2 separate regions of the Macaca mulatta genome follow, and region 1 is linked to region 2. A link is a contact called in public Hi-C data. All regions are on one chromosome and are shown on one strand. Each heading gives the region's core, a stretch centred on a gene start, on an enhancer-like site or on the middle of the called end of the contact. The rest is flanking DNA. Distances are from core to core; before and after follow the strand shown. Region 1 holds the start of SESN1 (sestrin 1). Region 2 holds the start of FOXO3 (forkhead box O3).

Region 1 (2,700 bases), core at 145-2,644, 540 kb before region 2:
ATCCATCCCGCGCCTGCCCACAGAAAAGGGTGGAAGCAGAAGCAGCAGCCCGAAGCTCCAGTTTCCACAGCATCCTTCCTTCTTAGGCCGCTCCCTGCGACCCTCGGGATCAGGATCCCTAAATCCTCGCCTCACCCACCACACCCCGCGCTTGGGCAGCTGGACTAGTCCTTCCCACGCAAGCCACTGGAAAAATCCTTGGACTAAGGGAGGCCACGCTAGATGGCTTCGTCTCCAAAATCCCAGAGGAAATGGAGGAAGGAAAAACCCTGTCAAGGAAAGGTGACAACCCAGCCTACAGTGCTTACCAAGCAGACACTCTCAGTCAGCCCCTGCCACCGCTAACCGTTGGTTCGCGGGCAGCCACAGGCGACGTCGCAGTGGCCTCTGGGGATTGTAGTTTCTGTCGCAAACAAAACGCGCCGGCAGCATCAAAACTACATTCCCCACAAGTCAACGCGAAGACGTCCCACCGACTTAAATCTGGGGTTTGGAGTAATAAAGAGGCCGTCACTACTTTTACGGTGATCTTAAATGTAGACTCAATTTCGTCCAGGAGTCCCTTCGTGCCCTTTTTCTTTGTCGTGCTTGTTTTGTGTGTGACGAAGTCTCAGTGTACTTCTACGCCTTACTTTTTCCTTCCCCTTCTCCAGGACACACTCCAAACATCCGGGAACGGAAACCGCCCCAGGGCGCAAGCTTAGAGCCTCCGGAGGCGCTTGTGCCCTGTTCTAAGTCACGCATGCGTAGCAGCCGGCAGCGGTTGGCAGCCGCGCGCGGCGCACTGGGGGTCCGGAGGTAGCCTGCCAGAGGGCGGGGCTTTTTCCAATGGCTTTGCCTCGGCGGGTCGCGTCTGCCTGGGCGGGGAAGAAGGCGCTGGGGCCGGGGTGGCTCCCGGTTTGTGCCGGGCGGAGAAAGGGGAGGGGCTGGGGGTGAGGACCCCGTCTCCCCTCCCTGCTCCCGCCCTCTGGGCTGATCCCCACCGATGGGGCTGGGCGAAGGGCGGGCTTTGCGCCTTGGGCCCCGCCGCCCCGCCAGCTCCGCGGCCCAGCCCTGCGCTCGAGGATTGCCAGGGCCGCCCTATGCCCTCTGGCTCGGCGGTGGTGGGCGAGGGTGCAGGGATCGGAGAAGTAGCGTCTTCCCGGGGGTCCGGAATTGGCGGGGCTGGGGACGCTTTTTTTCATCGCCGCCCGCCGAGACAGCGGCTGCCCGAGACTGCCGCCCTCCAGCAGCGCCAAAGCCTCCGGCCGCTGCGGCCAGTGGGCCAGGGTTCGGCAAGCCTTCCCTGCCGGCGCCCGGCCGGCTGCTGAGGCGCTGGGAGGAGCTGCGGAGGGCGGGGACTGGTGTCGGAGGAGGGGCGGGGTGGGAAAGCTCGAGAGAACCCGGTGGCTGCACAGACAAAAAAGCCCCGAATGGCTGGAGGGCGTTCAACTGTTACCAGCCTTTTGGGGCAGAGCACGGATTTGACAGCTCCACAACGTGAGGATATCCGCTGACCCCGCGAGACGGAGGAGAACGCTTCCCCGAAATTCTCCGTCCACCAAAGCCAGCGCTGTAAGGTTGCAACTTTCCAACTTTGTTTTCCAGAAGGAAGACTGCCCTTTAGTGTACAAGGAGAGGGTGAGAGGGTGATCTAGCTTGTAGATCGGCTGAAGACACCAGTGGTTCCAAATGTTACCCATATGTGTGTTTTCATGACGATTTGATTTCTCTGATTTTATTTTTACATTTTTCATTTTAAAAACACAGAGTGATTTTTGGGGACATGCTGAAAGGTAACTGAAGACCGCAAAGGAAAAACTATTGTCATGGCTGAAGGAGAGAATGAAGTGAGATGGGATGGACTGTGCAGTAGAGATTCAACTGCTAGAGAGACAGCACTGGAAAACATTAGGCAAACCATTTTGAGGAAAAGCGAGTGTCTTCGTTCGGTGAAAGAAACACCTCATCGTCCATCAGACGGGCTTTCAAATACCGAGTCTTCGGATGGGTTGAATAAGCTACTTGCTCATCTGCTTATGCTTTCTAAGAGGTGTCCCTTCAAAGATGTAAGAGAGAAAAGTGAGTTTATTCTGAAGAGCATCCAGGTAAGGAAGAGCATTTTAAATACAAAACTGTCTCCCTAGTACAGTGAAATTTTATTTGCAATTATTCACGTTGTGTTTGTTTCTATTAGGTTGTTATGTAAACTTTGATTATGAGTTTACATCTTTAAATTAGAGTGTTCTGTAAGTAAACAAGTAGCGTTTTTCTAGAGAGTTTTAGGCAGAAACTGCTTTGCTCCTGGAAGAATATATGAAAACTACAGTTAATTCCAAGTAAATACTTGTTTTTCCTTATATTTCTTTTTACATGTTGTTGGGAAATGTAGCCATTGTGTTTTTTCACATTGTCACAGTGTTCTGAGTGGAAAGGCTCACATTTAAAAGCCTCTAAAATGATAAAGGGTATTAAATGTTTCCTAGTCAGCCCGTTCAATATAATTGGTGGAACAATTTTGTCTTATTTTTAAAAACAAAACAAACCAGGATGTGTTCTCTAAATGCAACCTCTCTTTTTTCAAGAAGAGAATTATATAAATAATAAAAAGCTCTCTTAAAAAAGCTAACATTTTCATGTTGAAAAGGTGGACCCAGGTGGGGTATTTGATAGAAGCACTTTTATGGCAAATTGCTCAACCAGCTTTCTCTGTGTTTGCCT
Region 2 (2,700 bases), core at 90-2,589:
GCCGCCGCCGCCGCCTGGGGAAGCACCAGAGGAGAGAGAAGGAGAGTTGGTTATCCCGGGCCGGAGCGCAGTCCTCGGCGAGTCCTCGCCCGCCGCCACTACCTCCCAGCCTTGCCGCGCCCGCCTCCCAGGAACAGGCGGACCTGGAGACGTGCGGCCAGCGAACCTGGCGCAGCAGACACCGCCCCCTGGCCAGGCCGCGGGGGAGCCGCGAGCGAATCGACGGCCTCGCGCGGGGCAGCCCCCTCCCCCCGCGGCCCGCCGCAGGTCCCTCCCGGGCTAGGCGGCGGGGCGGGGAGAAGGGGGAGGGGCGCCCGGGGGAGGGGCGGCCGCGCCTTTAAAGCGGGCAGCGGCCGGAGCTGGCGCAGCCGAGCGGCGGTCAGAGCCCGAGCTCGGGCGTGCGTGCGTTTGTTTATGTTTCGCTCGGGCCCGCTCTAGTGCCTTCCGCGGCGCCGCCGCTCAAGTCTGTGCTGTCTTCGGCTCTTCTCCCCTTTCCCGGCCCAGCTGCCTCCGCGACCCCCCGTCACCCCTAACCCGGTCGAATGGCCCGAGCCCGGGGACTGCGCGGGCAGCTCCCTCTCCTCTCTTCGTCCGCGGGGCGGAGGGCGAACGGGGGTCTGGGCGCAGATGGGCCCTTGTCACTTCCAAAAAATAAAGGAAACACGGAAAGAAGGGGAAGGAGCAGCCCGGCGGGCGTTCGCAGAGGGTCGAGCCCGGCAGGGACGGCCACTTCGGGATTTTGTGTGGTTTGCATTCTCGCGGACGTCGTCCCCTCCGCCCCCTTCCCAGTCGGGATCCGGGGGAGGGAGCGAGTCGGAACATAAATCTTCCAACAGGTCGGGAAGCGCCAAGTCTCCCGGGCTGCTAGAAAACCCGGACCAGCATGTTCATCACCTCCTTGCTCCCGCTGCTGCCATCTTGACAGTTTCCCCCTTCCCTTGAGTCCTTTAAAAACACTAGCGGGCGAGAAGGGGGGCGCGCACACCGCGGCTCGGGGAGGGGAAAGGGAAGCGCCCGGCCCAGCTCGGAAGCAGATCCGGAGTCACCGGGAAGGCGGCCGCCCGCTGCACGGCTCCGGCGCCTACCTCGCTTCCTTCCCTTCAGGGACGCGGCGGGACGACGCACGATCCCGCGCGGGCCCGGGGCACGGCGAGGAGGGGGCGCGCAACCTCGGCGAAGGAGGAGCGCTCGGGCCGTCGCCGCAGCCCGCCCGAGGAACCGCCTGTCAGCTCGCGCGCCGCCGCCTTCCACATTCCTCCTCCTCCCTTCCACGAGCAGGGCGGCCGCAGCAGCAGCACAAAGTTATAGACACACGCAGGGCGCCTCAACCTAAGCTGACGGCGGGCGGGCGGGCGGGTCCCCGCCCAGGGGGAGGGCTGGGCGGCGGGCTGGGCGCGCGGCGGGCGTGTGTGTGTGAGTGCGCGTGTGTGAGCTCGCGCGCGCCTGCGCGGGCCAGCTCCGCGGGGCTGCGGGCGTGGGTGTCCGGGAGCGCGCCGTGAGCCGGGATTCGGCGGGCTCCCGCTGCTGTCCCCGCTGGGCTCCTCCTCCCTCCCGAGAGCCCCAACGACAACAAAGCGCGGCGTTGGCCCGGGAGAGGAGGGAGAGGAAAGAGAAGCGGGAGCTGCAGGAGCGACAGCCTCCGACGCTCCAAGGAGCGCAGCGGCGTGGCCTCCCCGACTCCGGGCAGGGCGCCTGGTACCAGGGTCCCCGACCTGCGCGTCCGCCCGCCGGGCTCTGGGCCAGCCCAGGTGTCCGGTTCCCTGTTAGAACCCGACACTAGGTAACACCCGAGGTGAGATGCTGGGCGTGGATGGCAAGGTTTACCGCGGCGTGGAAATACTGAATGGCGAAGATGTTGGCGCCTGCACAACTTCGATAAGCTGATGCTCACAGATTCGATCAGGCACCAAAAGGTTTGCACTGAATCTCTCGCCTCGGACGGTGGACCACAGTCGTGTTTCACTTTTCATGTGTTTCATGGCAAACGGGGGAGAGGTGTAACTAACTCCGAAGAAATGCAAATTTACCCCTGTCCTACATTCAAGAGCAGATTCCGAACAATTGAGAAGGAGAAATAATTTTAATCTAATTTGTAAATGACGACAAAACCGCTACGTGTGCATTTTTGACTTTAAAAAAAAATACGTATCCTTTAGGTTAAACAAAAAACATCTGCACAAGTCCTTTTTCTACGATCCGTGCCCCAAATCGTTTATTTGTACTCTACGAATGCACTACACGCGACATGCACACCAAAAGTCTAGACACTAGTTCATAAATATCTTTTTTTAAAAAATCCTTGTAAGTCACCAGAGATAGCTCAGAGTCTAGAAGCGGGCTCCTCAACGACCCCATATACAAAAAGGTCCAGCCCAGCGTACACAGGAGCCAGCCCGCCCCGCCGCCTCCGGGCTCCGGGCTTTGCGCAGCTCCCGTCACTCAAGTGACGCGCGGCCCCGCCCCTGCACCAAGCTAGTTCGACGCGTACAAACAGATGATGTCATCGTCTCCACACGCGCGTGACCCCGGAGCTCTCCGCCGCGTCGCCATTCGCTGCGCGGCTTACTCGTCAAGGCACGCCGCGTGCTTACTGGCCGCGGCTACCAGTCTCCAGGCCCCAGACGCCCCTCTCCGCCCCCCGCCCCCGCCCCCCAGCAAATAATAAACAATCGAGTAAAATTCTAAGGAAGGAGAGAGAGG

The links. A called contact is a pair of places that touch in the nucleus more often than the background predicts.
Region 1: a contact with region 2 is called in a Hi-C map of fetal cortical plate, with 2.6 times the contacts expected there. The contact joins the promoter of SESN1 here to the promoter of FOXO3 in region 2. A contact is called at or near these places in 2 of 14 Hi-C or Micro-C datasets (fetal cortical plate and liver).

The regions. Positions count from the first base shown.
Region 1 is chr4:14,207,980-14,210,679 of T2T-MMU8v2.0, reverse strand. SESN1 (sestrin 1) reads left to right here and starts at 1,394. Exons shown (of 10, transcript XM_077999246.1): 1 at 1,394-2,087. The coding sequence starts at 1,809. It also overlaps a transcript of CEP57L1 not described here.
Region 2 is chr4:13,664,535-13,667,234 of T2T-MMU8v2.0, reverse strand. It overlaps FOXO3 (forkhead box O3), which reads right to left and starts at 1,339. Exons shown (of 4, transcript XM_001093593.5): 1 at 1,086-1,339; 2 at 1-14.